Linked DNA regions of Sus scrofa: region 2 is linked to region 1. A link is a contact called in public Hi-C data. All regions are on one chromosome and are shown on one strand. The core of a region is the stretch at or near the end of the contact, and the rest is flanking DNA. Distances in the headings are between cores, read along the strand shown. Region 1 holds the start of BABAM1 (BRISC and BRCA1-A complex member 1). Region 2 holds the start of OCEL1 (occludin/ELL domain-containing protein 1).

Region 1 (7,320 bases), core at 1,336-3,835:
AATGACATTATTTCATTCTTTTATGGCTGAGTAGTATTCCATTGTGTGTGTGGGTGTGTGTATGTGTGTGTACTGGTATATATACATTTACCAGTGTTATGAGAGTTTTTTCCTTTTTCCCTTCTTTCTTTCTTTTTTTCTTTTTTGGCCGCCCTGCAGTATATGGAGTTCCTGAGCCAGGGATCATATCCGAGCCCCAGTTTCGACCTATACAGCAGCTGTGGCAACGCCAAATCCATTGTGCCAGCCATGGATCAAACCTGCCTCCTGGCACTGCAGAGATGTTGCTGATCCTGTTGCACTACAGAGAGAAGTCCTCACTTGAGTTTTGTTTGTTTGTTTGTTTGTTTGTCTTTTTGCCATTTCTTGGCCCGCTCCCACGGTATATGGAGGTTCCCAGGCTAGGAGTCCAATCGGAGCTGTAGCCACCGGCCTTTGCCAGAGCCACAGCAACTCAGGATGTGAGCCACTTCTGCGACCTACACCACAGCTCATGGCAATGCCAGATCCTTAACCCACTGAGCAAGGCCAGGGATCAAACCTGAAACCTCATGGTTCCTAGTCAGATTCGTTAAACACTGAGCCATGACGGGAACTGCCTCATGGGAGTTTTAACAAGCAATTTGCACATGGTCAGGCACCATCAGGGAAATGAATGGTTAGACATCCTCCTTGTTTCCTACTGACTCTTTATCCATCTCATCTCTGCTTCCTCTGCCAGCTGCTATTTCTCCTCTATAAATGTTGGATTCCTCAGAGCCCAGCTGGACCCTATATCCTGCTCATTTTTCCTGCATGTACCTCTAAAGGCCACCTCCTTGTCTCGTCTCCATCCACAATCACAGCCCAAGCCTCTCCTCCCCAATCTGGATGCCAGCCAGCTCCCTCCCTGGGCTTCCCGGCTACCCCTCCACTCCCTTCCCCACCCAGACTCCAGAGACAGAGATACCACTGTTCTCTTCCCCTGCTCATACACCCTCCACGGCTCCCCATTGCCCTTGGGAAACATTTCAAGCTCTTCAGCCTGGCATTCAAGGTCTTTAAAAACAATATGCTTTCTGCTAGCACCAGTATGTACTCCATGCTGCAGCCACAATGACCTCCTCTGTGAAGGAGGTCAATTCTCTCACACTCAATTCTCTCACACTCTGGAGACATTGGCCGTGCCATAACCGCTACCTGAATCACCCCTTCCTTCCTTCTGCCTTTGGTTTAAACTGTGCAGAGCCTAGGGCAGCATGAATGTTCTTGAATCTCCCACCGACAGACCCTAGGAGGCTGAGTCTTCCTGCTTCTGTGTCCCCAGAGACACAAGGAGAGAAGTTGAAATTCTCTGATATTAGGGGTGTGTACCCAGGGGCAATGAAATTCTCTCTCTAACCCTCTGCTCTGGCCATATTAACCTGTGAGAGGCTCCAGCCCTCCAAGGCTCCTCAAAGTCTCCAGACCTTTGCCCAGGCAGTTCTTTCTGCCGAGAATGACCTCCCTCTTCTTGTTTTTTTTTCCAACAAATTCTCCATTTTCAAAGCAGTGATAGCCCCTCTGGGCTACCACTGAACCAGAGCCTGGCTGATTTGGGTAGGCTTTTACAAATAAAGAAACTGAGGCTCAGCTTTAAAGTGGTTATGGTGGAGTTCCTGTGTGGCTCAGTGGTAACAAACCCCAGTGGTATTCAAGAGGGTGCGGGTTCGATTTCTGGACTAGCTCAGTGGTTAAGGATTTGGCATTGCGATGAGCTGTGGTGTAGGTTGCAGATGCGGCTCAGATGTCAAGTTGCTGTGGCTGTGGTTAGGCTGGCAGCTGCAGCTCGCATTAGACCCGCAGCCTGGGAACTTCCATATGCTGTAGGTGCTGCTCTAAAAAGCAAAATAAAATAAAATAGTTATGGGGCTGAAGAGTAAATTCCGCATGAAGAAGGAAGAGTAGTTTGAAATAGTTCTGGCTTAGTGTTGTTGGTTTTTTGTTTTTTGTTTTTGTTTTTGGTCTTTTTGCCATTTCTTGAGCCGTTCCCGCGGCATATGGAGGTTCCCAGGCTAGGGGTGGAATCGGAGCTGTAGCCTACGCCAGAGCCACAGCAACGCGGTATCCGAGCCGCGTCTGCAACCTACACCACAGCTCACGGCAACGCCGGATCGTTAACCCACTGACCAAGGGCAGGGATCGAACCTGCAACCTCATGGTTCCTAGTCAGATTCGTTAACCACTGTGCCACGAGGGGAACTCCTGGCTTAGTGTTTTTTAATTTCTGCAGATGTATGTAAAATAAGGAGAATTAAATAATTGGGCGGGGCCTTGGGATCTAGACCACGCCTACCTCCGCGGCAAAAAAAAAAAAATCCCTCACTGAGGTGCGGTCAACTTCATCAATCACCAACCAGCCCGCCCCTTCTGAACTCTGCCCAACTGTTCCACTCCATTTAATTACGCTGCCAGCTCGGACTCCTCCATTTTTCGAACCCAATCCCACTAAAAGTCCTACTCCCCTCTGCCTCGTTCCAGCCTATCAGGGTAGAAGCATTGACCAGCGCAGTGGGAATCAGTCAGAAACATGAAAAGTTCCTCCTCATCTCTCTTTAGCCAATCACTTTCCAGATCCCTCTCCACTCGGCTCCACTCCAGTTTATCGCAATCCAAACCCCACCGCCTAGCACAGTCCCAGCCTATCAGCATCCAAGACTCTCCGGCTTCATCCCATTCACATCTCCGCGCGGCTTGAGGCCTGATGAACTACATTTCCCAGGAGATGTGGCGGCCGCGCCATACCACTTCCGGCTGCTAAAGATGGCGGCTTCCTAGCGAGTCGACAGCCGGGTTGGAAGGAGGTTCAGGCTACGGTGAGAAGTTGGGTGGTGAATGCTTGTGGGATTCGTCTCCAGAGGCCTAACGTCCCTAGCCGCAAAAGTTTTAGCCCCTCGCCTGCCTTGAGGCTTCCGCCTTCCGTTCTGGTTTCTCCTGCAGTCTAGCCTTCATCCCTCTTGCTGCAGCTAAGCTTTGTTTTCCTTAGAGATTGTGGGGGCTGCAAGGCGCTCAGAGATCATCCCCAGCAGCCCGCACCCATTGCGCAGTTAGGCAGCCCGCTCCACTGGCCTCCTGTTTTTCCTCAGAGGAAATTGTAGCACACAGATCTGTTCCCCTCCCTAGGCAGCCAGCGCCCAGTAGGGAGAACCCTAGAAGTTATTATTCCTTTCTTCACCAGGACATTTTCAGTTTCAGGTAACAAAAAAACCAACTCAATCTGGCTTAAGCAAGAAAAAGAATTTAGTTATAGATGGATCTAGGTGCTCAGAAGTCTATTTGTTGTTTACTGGGTGAGCATCTCTTCAGGCTCTCTTTCCCATCTTAGAAGCTTCTACCAGCTCTCTACTTGTAACCTCCCATCTCTGCAACTCTGATGAGTTCCCCTTTTCTAACAGCACTTTTGCAAGTTTCAGAGCGACCCCTCACTGGCCTACATTGGGTCATATCCCCATCTCTGAGCCATTCACAGTGGTCAGGTGTGCTCACTGGACAAAATAGGGAGGGGTTGGGTTAGCCCTACAGGAAAAAATAGACTGTTACCTTGAGTCAGAGTGGATGCTGCACTAAGTGTAAAAGGTGTCCATCCCATAGATGGGGAAACTAAGACCCTGGGAGGAGTGACTCTTACTGTCAGTAGGCAACTCATGCCTTGTTCTCCTGCCCAGTAACTAAATGCTTTTAAAACCCTTCAGGGAAGAATCCTGGCTTCTCCCATCCCTACTCCATCTAGCCACTCAGGAGCCATGGAGGTGGTGGAGCCCAGCAGTCCCACTGAGGAGGAGGAGGAGGAGGAAGAGGAAGAGGAGCAGTCTGCTGAGCCCAGGCCCCGCACTCGCTCCAACCCTGAGGGGGCTGAGGACCGGGCACTGGGGGCCCAGGCCAGTGTGGGCAGCCGCAGTGAGGGTGAAGGTGAAGCAGCCAGTGCTGATGATGGGACCCTCAACCCCCCAGGAGCCGGCCCCAAGCCCTGGCAGGTGCCTCCACCAACCCCGGAGGTCCAGGTACGGACGCCAAGGGTCAACTGTCCAGAGAAAGTGGTAAGTGAGGGGCTTGGCTTGTGGCTTTGGGGTGTTAGGGAACCTTGAGTTAAATGTTGTCTTTCTGGATTCACTCTAGAACACAGTCCCTTTGTATTAGTCTCCTAAGTTTCCTACAACAAGTTATCACACTGGGGGAGCTTAAAGCAACAGAAATTTATTGTCTCACAGTTCTGGAGGCCAGAAGTCTGAAATCAAGGTGTCACATCCCCTCTGGAGGCTCTAGGGGAGGAGCCTTCCTTGCCTCTTCCAGCTGCTGGTGGCTCTAATTGTGCCTTGGCTTGTGGTTGCATCATTGCAATCTGTCTTCACACAGCCTTCCCGTCTGTGTCTCTGAGTCTTCTTTGTTATAAGGACATGTGTTGTTAGATCAGAATGATTTTTTTTTTTTTTTGGCCTCATCCATGGCATATGGGAGTTCCTGGGCCAGAGATTGATTCTGAGTGGCAGGTGTGACCTACACTGCAGCTGGGGCAACGCTGGATCCTTAAACCCACTGCGCCAGGCTGGGGATCTAACCAGTGCCTCCATAGCAACCTGAGCTGCTGCAGTTGGATTCTTAACCACTGCAGCACATGGAAGTTCCCAGGCTAGGGTCAAATTGGAGCTGCAACTGCTGGCCTATGCCACAACCATGGCAACACCAGATCTGAGCTGTGTCTGTGACCTGTGCCACAGCTTGTGGCAATGCCAGAGCCCCAACTCACCGAGCGAGGCCAGGGCTCAAACCTCCATCCTTCTGGACACCATGTCAGGTTCTTAACACCCTGAGAGGAGTTCCCGTCGTGGCACAGTGGTTAACGAATCCGACTAGGAACCATGAGGTTGCGGGTTCGGTCCCTGCCCTTGCTCAGTGGTTTAACGATCCGGCTTTGCCGTGAGCTGTGGTGTAGGTCGCAGACGCGGCTCGGATCCTGCGTTGCTGTGGCTCTGGCGTAGGCTGGTGGCTATGGCTCCGATTAGACCCCTAGCCTGGGAATCTCCACATGCTGTGGAAGCAGCCCAATAAATAGCAAAAAAATAATAATAATAAAATAAATAAATAAATTAATTAATTAATTAATTAACACCCTGAGCCACAATGGGAACTCCAGAATGATTAAAAAAATTTTTTTTTATTATACTTGATTTACAATGTTCTGTCAACTTCTGCTGTACAACAAAATGACCAGGTTATACATATATATACATATACATATATATGTGTGTGTGTATATTCTTTTTCTCACATTAACCTCCATCATGTTCCCTCACAAGTGATTAGATGTAGTTCCCTGTGCTACATAGCAGGATCTCATTGCTTATTCACTCCAAATGCAATAGTTTGCGTCTACTAGCCCCAAACTCCCAGTCCAGCCCACTCCCTCCCCCCCGCCCTTGGCGACCACAAGTCTGTTCTCTATGTCCATGAGTTTGTTTCTTTTCTGTAGGTAGGCTCATTCATGCCATATATTAGATTCCAGATGTAAGTGGTATAATGTGATATCTGTCTTTGTCTTTCTGACTTCACTTAGTATGAGCAGAATGATTTTTTTAAATCGAAGTGTAGTTGATGTACAGTATTGTGTTAGGTTCAGGTGTATAACAAAGTGATTCAGTCAGATTTTTTTTTCAGATTCTTTTCCATTACAGGTTATTGCAAGATATTGAGTATAGTTCCCTGTGCTGTACAGTAGGTCCTTATTGGTTATCGCTTTTACATACAGTAGTGTATATATGTTAACCCCAAAACTCCTAATTTATCCCTGCCCCCCAGACCAGAAAGATCATACTTCAAGATCTTTACCTGAATTGCATCGGCAAAGACCCTCATTCCAAATAAATTCATGTCCTGAGGTTCTAGGTGGACATATCTTTTGGAGGGACACAAATTACCCACTATTCCCTTGTTTCCGTGTTAAATGTTCTCTGGTTGCTTTATTCACTCATCAACCTGGACTCCTAGTCCAGTGCTCTTTTCCCTGAGCTGCCTGCTTCCAAAGTGGATGTCATCAAACAGCCTTTTCAGTTGGGGCTGCTTGGAGAGGCCCAGCAGAATGTCGTGGGGGCCAGTTGCCAGCCCTCATCTCCCTCCAACTTTGTTGCAGATCATCTGCCTGGACCTGTCGGAGGAAATGTCGTTGCCAAAGCTGGAGTCATTCAATGGGTGAGAGGGATATGGGGGTGAGGGTGGGGTACTTGAATGTGCAGCTATGGCTGGGAGGGGCCAGGCCCAAAAAACCCGGGGCTGTCTTTCTGAGACCCACACCCATGTGGCCTGGTCTAGGGCCTGGCTTTATTGGAGAGTAAGCAAAGCTAACTGGTAAGGATACAGCTGCAGCCCATTGGAGCTCTGTTCCATGCACTGGAGAGCTGTCACGCACTTTCCATGTCAGAGCAATGACTGGGAAACTCCAAGAAGCAGAGTGACTTGCCCAGGGTCTCACAGCAAATGGACAGAGCCTGGCTTGATCCCAAAGCCCTTGTCCTGAGTAGCTGGGTCGGGCAACAGGGTCTGGATGGGGCCTGTAGAGCCCTGGGAGATGCTGGGAATGAGCCCACTTTCCCCTCCATGGCCCTCCTGAAGGCCCATGGCTGAGCAGAGGTGGAATGATTCCCAAGGAGCAGACATGAGACCCTGGCTGGTCAGAGGGACCCATTAGGAGAGGGCAAGAGCTGGAGAGGGTCAGCTGGGCTGGCCTTGTGGCTGGGCTCTGCCACCTGCCCTGTTGCATGACCTGGGCCTTAACCCCTGTCCCTCTCTCATTCTCTGGCCCTCTCCAGCTCCAAAACCAATGCCCTCAACGTCTCCCAGAAAATGATTGAAATGTTTGTGCGGACAAAACACAAGATCGACAAGAGCCATGAATTCGCATTGGTCGTGGTGAATGACGACACCGCCTGGGTGAGGCTGGGCATGGGGCCAGGTGCCCTGGGGTCTCCTGGGGCTGCGGGAGGACCTCACTGAGTCCCATCCTTCCCTGCAGCTGTCCGGCCTGACCTCTGACCCCCGTGAACTCTGCAGCTGCCTCTATGACCTGGAGACGGCCTCCTGCTCCACCTTCAGTATCCTTTCCATGCGGGGGTCCCTGGGGAGCGGCCTGGCTGGGACCAGCTCGGTCCAGATCCCAGCTCTGCCACATCGGGCATGGGCCAGCCATCCCCTCTGAGCCTCAGTTTCTTCATCTGTAAAATGGGAGCCATCCTTAGGATGGCTGTGAAGACAGAGTTTGTATACAGAAGCACAAATAGCTGATACAGACTCGATATCAAAAGTGCACCCACA
Region 2 (7,320 bases), core at 2,558-5,057, 37 kb before region 1:
CTAGTATCCATGAGGATTCAGGTTCCATCCCTGACCTCACCGAGTGGGTCAGGGATCTGGTGTTGCCATGAGCTGTGGTGTAGGTCCCAGATGCGGCTCAGATCTGGTGCTGCTGTGGCTGTGGTGTAGGCCAGTAGCTACAGCTCCAACTCCGCCTCTAGCCTTGGAACTTCCATATGCTACAAGTGCAGTCCTAAAAAACAAAGCAAAATAAAAAAAAGGAATGTGCATTTCCACTGTGGCATAGTGGGTTAAGAATCCCACTGCAGGAGTTCCCGTCATGGCTCAGTGGTTAACAAATCCGACTAGGAACCATGAGGTTATGGGTTCAATCTCTGGCCTCGCTCAGTGGGTTAAGGATCTGGCGTTGCCATGAACTGTGGTGTAGTCGCAGACGCAGCTCGGATCTGGCATTGCTGTGGCTCTGGTGTAGGCCGGCGACTGCAGTTCCAATTAGACCCCTAGCCATATGCGGTGGGAGTGGCCCAAGAAAAGGCAAAAAGACAGAAAAAAAAAGAAAGACAAAGAAACTGAGAGATGAGAAAAGAGGTAAAAGTATTTGTAGATGATACAACTATCTATATAAAAGTCCCAGGCAAGGAGTTCCTGTTGTGGCTCAGCAGTAATAAACCCAACCAGTGTCCACAGGGATTCTGGTTCAATCCCAGCTTCGATCAGTGGGTTAATGATGCAGCATCTCCATGAGCTGTGGTGTAGTTTGCAATGCCAATCAGATCCCACATTGCTATAGCTGTGGTATATGCCAGCAGCTACAGCTCCAATTCCACCTTTAGCCTGGGAACTTCCATATGCTGTAGGTGTGACCCTAAAAAGCAAAATAAAATAAAATTAAAAATAGTCCCAAGCAAACTAAAAAGCTATTTCAGCAGTTCCTGCTGTGGTGCAACAGGATTGGCGGCATCTTCGGAGTGATGGGACATGGCTTAGAAAGCAACTATGGCTCAAATCTTATCCCAGGCCCAGGAATTCCATATGCTAAGATATGGCCAAAAATAAAAATAAATATGGAGTTCCTGTCGTGGCGCGTCGGAAATGAATCTGACTAGGAACCACGAGGTTTCGGGTTTGATCCCTGGGCCTTGCTCAGTGGGTTAAGGATCTGGCGTTGCCAAGAGCTGTGGTGTATGTCTCAGATGTGTCTCGGATCTGGCATTGCTGTGGCTGTGGCCGTAGGCTGGCAGCTGTAGCTCCAATTGGACCCCTAGCCTGGGAACTTCTATATGCCATGGGTGCGCCCCTAAAAAGCAAAATAAATGATGAATAAAAATAAATAAGTTATTTCAATAAGAGAATTTAGTAAACTAGTGAGGAACTTAATGAATAGTTTCCTATATGCAAAAAAGAAAAGCTGCAAAATATATCAGAAGATCCCATGATAGTAACAGAAAAGATATGGCAACTCAGCAAGTTAAGAATCTGCCAGGAGTTCCCATCGTGGCACAGTGGTTAACGAATCCGACTAGAAACCATGAGGTTGTATGTTCGATCCCTGCCCTTGCTCAGTGGGTTAAGGATCCAGCATTGCCGTGAGCTGTGGTGTAGGTTGCAGACGCGGCTCGGATCCCGCGTTGCTGTGGCTCTGGCGTAGGCCGGTGGCTACAGCTCCAATTGGACCCCTAGCCTGGGAACCTCCATGTGCCGTGGGAGCAGCCCAAGAAATAGCAAAAAGACAAAAAAAAAAAAAAAAGAATCTGCCAATGTAGGAGTTCCCGTCATGGCTCAGCGGAAACGAATCTGACTAGGATTCATGAGGACACAGGTTCTATCCCTCGCCTTGCTCAGTGGGTTAAGGATCCACTGTGAGCTGTGGTGTAGGTTACAGACTCGATTTGAATCCCAAGTTGCCGTGGCTGTGGTGTAGGCTATCCGATACAGTTCCAATTCAACCCCTAGCCTGGGAACGTCCATGTGCCCTGCGTAAGGACCTAAAAAGACACAAAAAGGAATCTGCCAGTGTGATTTACGTCACTGCTGTGGCGCTGTTTTGATCCCTGGCCCAGGAACTTCCACATGCCTGGGGACAGGGAGGGACACACTGCCCATGGGTTTTTTGATTTTTGTTTTATTTTTGTCTTTTTAGGGCCCCACTCTTGGTGTATGGAAGTTCCCAAGCTAAGGATCAAATTGGAGCTGCAGCTGCCGGCCTACACCACAGCCACAGCAATGCCAGATCCTAGTGGCATTTTCGACCTACACAGCAGCTTGTGGCAACCCTGGATCCTTAATCCACTGAGTGAAGCCAGGGATTGAATGTACATCCTCATGGATACTAAGCAGGTTCTTAACCCACTGAGTCACAATAGGAACTCCCTGCCTGGTTAAATTAATATATGGAAAGCTCTTAAAAATCAAGAAGGAAAAAAAATTTGCAGGAAATAAACAGGAAAAGAAATTCAAAAGGTTTCTGAATATTTTCACTCATAGATTAGGCAAGATTTAAAACTGAAAATACACTTACAGGAAACTGTGATACCATTTGGTTTGCAAAGATTGTGGGAAAACCAGCTGATTAGAACATCAGTAGCACAGCCTCACTGAAGAGCCACTTGACAGTATTTTCTTTCTTTCTTTCTTTCTTTTTTTTGATGGAAGTTACCAGGCTAGGGGTTGAAGCAGAGCTGTAGCTGCTGGACTACACCACACCATAGCAATGCCAGATCCAAGCCACGTCTGTGATCTACAGCACAGCTCATGGCAACATCAGATCCTTAACACGCTGAATAAGGCCAGGGATACAATATCTTTCCAAATTATAATACCCAGGTCCCTTTGCCCAGGCAATTTCACTTCTAGGCATTTATCCTACACAATCTTCCATAATTGGCCAAAGAAATGTGCACTGAAATATTCTTTCTACATATTGTCTGTAGTAGTGAGGAACATTTATTTGTTACTGAATTAAGATATATCCAGAAGGAGACACTATTAACTGCTGCCTCAAGGGATAAAGATGGGTGAGAGTAGTTCCCTTTGTGATTCAGCGATAATGAACCTGACTAGTATCCATGACGACGTGGGTTCCATCCGTGGCATTGCTCAGTGGGTTAGGGATCTGGTGTTGCCACAAGCTGTGGTGTAGGTTACAGATGAGGCTTGGACCTGGTGTTGCTGTGGCTGTGGTGTAGGCCAGCAGCTTCAGCTAGGATTCAACCCCTAGCCTGAGAACTGCCATATGCCACGGATGCAGCCCTGAAAAGACAAAAAAAATTAAGATGGGTGAGAAATTCGCTTTGCCCTAAGCATCTTTTCTACTTGAATTTTCTTATCTTTTTTGTCTTTTTAGGTACACACCCTCAGCATATGGAAGTTCCCAGGCTAGAGGTCGAATTGGTAGTTGCAGCTGCTGGCCTACACCACAGCCACAGCAATGCAGGACGGGAGGCGCCTCCTGTACCTAACACCGTAGCTCACGGCGACACCAGAGCTTTAACCCCCTGAGCATGGCCAGGGATCGAACCCATATTCTCAAGAATACTAGTCGGATTCTTAAGCCACTGAGCCACAATGGGAACTCCCCTATTTAAATTTTCTATGCAAGCTTCCAGTGATTATTTAAAGAAATAGTTTTAAAATATAATCACTGAGTAAATAGATAATTGCAAATTCTCCAAAACCACCAGTTTTTCAGACAAATAAACTGGAGGTCAGAGAGAGGGAGTCTGGCCCCAAATACACAGCAGGCAGTGGTCTCCGTTGGACTTGAACCTGAGTTTCAAGGGTGTGGGTCAACGTCCCCGTTCGACAGGCCCCGCCCCCTCACCGCCAGCCACACCCTGTACCGCCAGGCCCCGCCCCCGCCCTGCTGATCAACCGAGCCAGTTCAGTCCAGCCGGTAGTTAATGCACAACACGGACTCTAGCGCCTGTTCGGGAGCGGACCCAGACTCGGAGCCCCGGACACTGGGACAGGTGACCAGGGGAGGGAGTAGTTCCTACAGCCTGCAGTCGGGCCGGAGATCCCGAAGGTTTTGTTCCGCGCGAGGTCCTTGAGCTTCGCACACTCCTGCGGGAGAGGTTATGGCAATGGCAGCGCCGGGGTTAATAGAGCCAAACCTGGGCTGGGCGGTGACGTAACGGATCATTTGCATAGCGCTCTTCCGGGTTACGCACTCGGCGGAGGGGGTTTATGCAAATGAGGGCGGAGCTGGAGAACGTGCTAGCGGATGGAGAGTTTGGTGCGCCAAGATCCACCTCCTGTCTGTCCTTGCTATTTCACGGTCCTCCATGCGCGTCCTCTTCCGTGTCCACAGGCCGCGCGTCGACCGCCCCCGCCACGCGGGAGCCACGACTCTCCCCGAAGGACCCACTCACCGGCCCGGGGGCGCCCGAGCGGCGCCGCCCGGAAGCCGATGCCCACTCGGGAGCCCCTCCACACCTGCGGCTCCCGGGGAAACCTGCAGACCCACCCGCCTGGCCCTGGTCCCCCGGTGAGTCTGAATGGGAGGCGAGCCCACAGGCTGGACCTAGGCATAAGGATTCATTCCCCCCTGTTTAAGGGATCTCAGCTTCCCGATACCCTCATTAACTCCAAATCGTGATTCCTGCGGCGTCTTCAGCGACCGGTGCCTGGAAGCCTCAAACCCAGCGCGCCTCGCCCTCTGTGCCAGCCCCAGCCCGGAGCACACAGAACAAGGCCCAGGAAGATTGTATTTGAGGATGAGCTGCCCCTGGGCACCAAGAAGTCTATTAGAGCCGTCCCCAAGGAACAAATGCCTAGGCTCCACCCAGTTCCTGACTATGAGCTGTGAGTGTCTCTGCTGTGGTTCCTGATGCCTGGGAACAGGGAAGGAGTACTGAGGTTGGGGAGGGTGGTTGTTTTTTTTGTTGTTGTTTGTTAGTTCGTTTTCTTTTTTAGGGCTGCACCAGCAGCATATGGAAGATCCCAGGCTAGGGGTCAAATCGGAGCTGCAGCTGCCAGCCTACACCACAGGCACAGCAATGCCAGATCCGAGCCGCATCTGCGACCTATGCAGCAGCTTGCAGCTACTCGGGATCCTTAACCCACTGAGCAAGGTCAGGAATGGAACCCATGTCCTCATGGATAGTAGTGATATTACTTTTTTTTTTTTTTTTTTTTTTTTGCTTTTTGGGGACACATGTGTGGCATATGGAAGTTCCCAAGCTAGGGGTGGAATTGGAGCTACAGCTGCTGACCTACATCAGCTACGTGGAATCTGAGCCACCTCAGCAATGCCAGATCCCCAACCCACTGAGCGAGGCCAGGGATCCACCCCTCATCCTCATGGATACTAGTCAGATTCATTTTGCTGTGCCACATCGGGAACTCCCACTAGTCATATTCTTAACCTGCTGAACCTCAGTGGGAACTCTGAGGTTTGGGTTTTGCCAAGTAAATAAGAGTTTACCAAATAGTAAAAAGAGAAAAAGTGCGCTTGGGGCAAAGAATCCGACATGGACAAAGAAAAAAAATTACAAAATCGCACTGAATGGAGAAAAGAGAGATTCTTTACACTCGCACTTTGACTCCCTTCCCACCCTATAGTAAGTACCCATCAGTGAGCAGTGAGACGGATCGAAGCCGCTATGTTGCAGTGTTCCAGGACCAGTACTCAGAGTTCTTGGAGCTCCAGCAGGAGGTGGGCTCTGCCCAGGCAAAGCTCCAGCAGCTGCAGGCCCTGCTGAACTCACTGCCTCCACCCCAAAGCCAGGTCAGCACCCAGGTGGAAAACCCCACGCTATAGCCCTTCCATGTGGCTCAACCTTGGCCTCCAGAAATCCGTTGGGTTCAGATCTCTGGGCCTCTCCTTCAGGCTGGGTGGCACCACAGCACATGGGCCAAGGTCAGCCCTTGAGGTCCACCTTGTCTGTCTGAGCCTGTTTTCCCATCCATCCTTGGGTCCCATGCTCCCTGAGCACCCCCTTTTTCTCCCCTTGCAGAAGGAGGCCCATGTTGCTGCCCGTGTCTGGAGGGAATTTAAGAAGAAGCAGATGGTGAGTCATGCCTCCTGAGTCCTAGAGCCTGGCCTTTGCACACGCCTGTGCACACACACACATACACACTCTCCCTCTTTCTCTCCCCCATGAGGCTGGGACGCTTGTGCCCTGTTTCAAGGAAAGAGAACTGAGGCTCAGAGAGGGAAAGGCAAAGGGTCAAGCAGCTTGAGAGCCACAGGCCAGACTGCCAAAAGGACTTCCCTGGCTCTTGCCCTACTCAGGACCCCAGCTTCCTGGACAAGCAGGCTCGCTGCCACTACCTAAAGGGCAAACTAAGGCACCTGAAGATGCAGATCCAGAAGTTTGATGACCAAGGAGACAGCGAGGGCTCTGTGTACTTCTGAATGTCCTAGCCAAGAGACAGAGAGAAACATGGGGTGGGGCTCGGGGCCCTTCCCTTACTTCTCTGCCCAGCTCCTGGCCTTAGCTCTCGCTGTTGCCCACCCCTGGGGTACGCCTTCCCTGATTTCAAGTGACTCTGCCTTTAAGGCCCAGATCTGATGGCCCGTCCTCCAGGAAGCCCTCCCAGAACCTCCTCTGGGACTCCCAAGGAGACCCCAGATCTCAGCCCGTGAAGCGGGTCCTACCCTCCATCCCAGTGGAATAAACACCTATTAAATACCTACTGTGTACAGCTGCATAAAACTCCTGATTTCACTCTTTGCCACCAAAAAAAATTGTTTTTCCATTTTCTTTTTAATGGCTACACTTGAAGCATCTGGGCCAGGGATTGAACTCTCTCCTCCTCAGCCAGCCGAGCTGCTGCAGTCTGATTCTTCTTTTTTGGCCGTCCCAAGGCATATGGAGTTCCTAGGCCAGGGATCAGATCCGAGCCGCAGTTGCCACCTAAGCCATAGCTGCGGTAATGCCGGATCCTTAACCCACTGTGCCGGGCCAGGGATGGAACCTGCCTCCCAGTGCTCCCAAGACACCAATGATCCCATTTCACAACAGAGGGAACTCCTGCAGTCTGATTCTTAACCCACTGCACCACAGCAGGAACTCCTTTCTTCCATTTTCTAGAGGCTCCAAAAAAGGGATTTGTCCAGGGTCTCTGGGTGGGCTGTGAACCCTAGTCTGTCCAGGAGGTTCCCTCTCCTCCAAGAGGTCAAGTGGCCTTTGAGTGGGAAGCTGAGGGGCTGACCCCAGCATCACCTCCTCTGCCAGGCTTGGGACAGGGGAGCCCCAGGGCAAGAGTTTCCACAGGTCCATAATGGAAGCAAAAGCAGCCAACAACCCTAGTCTTTCTGGGGCAGCGTCCTGAAAAATTCATGGTGTGATGCTGGGGACTGTGTGAGGGGGGCGAACTCAGGTGTCCTGAAGGAAGCTCAACACTAACCCAGTT

What was found. A called contact is a pair of places that touch in the nucleus more often than the background predicts.
Region 2: a contact with region 1 is called in a Hi-C map of liver, with 4 times the contacts expected there. The contact joins the promoter of OCEL1 here to the promoter of BABAM1 in region 1. A contact is called at or near these places in 5 of 47 Hi-C or Micro-C datasets (embryonic fibroblasts, heart right ventricle, liver and 1 more) and 1 of 2 datasets of contacts at active chromatin or transcription factors (alveolar macrophages).

The regions. Positions count from the first base shown.
Region 1 is chr2:60,403,007-60,410,326 of Sscrofa11.1, reverse strand. It overlaps BABAM1 (BRISC and BRCA1-A complex member 1), which reads left to right and starts at 2,585. Exons shown (of 9, transcript XM_021083571.1): 1 at 2,585-2,834; 2 at 3,711-4,055; 3 at 6,143-6,201; 4 at 6,819-6,939; 5 at 7,022-7,100. The coding sequence starts at 3,762.
Region 2 is chr2:60,441,503-60,448,822 of Sscrofa11.1, reverse strand. It overlaps OCEL1 (occludin/ELL domain-containing protein 1), which reads left to right and starts at 3,807. Exons shown (of 6, transcript XM_003123490.4): 1 at 3,807-3,929; 2 at 4,271-4,447; 3 at 4,577-4,764; 4 at 5,524-5,689; 5 at 5,919-5,972; 6 at 6,197-6,620. The coding sequence starts at 3,861. The coding sequence ends at 6,319.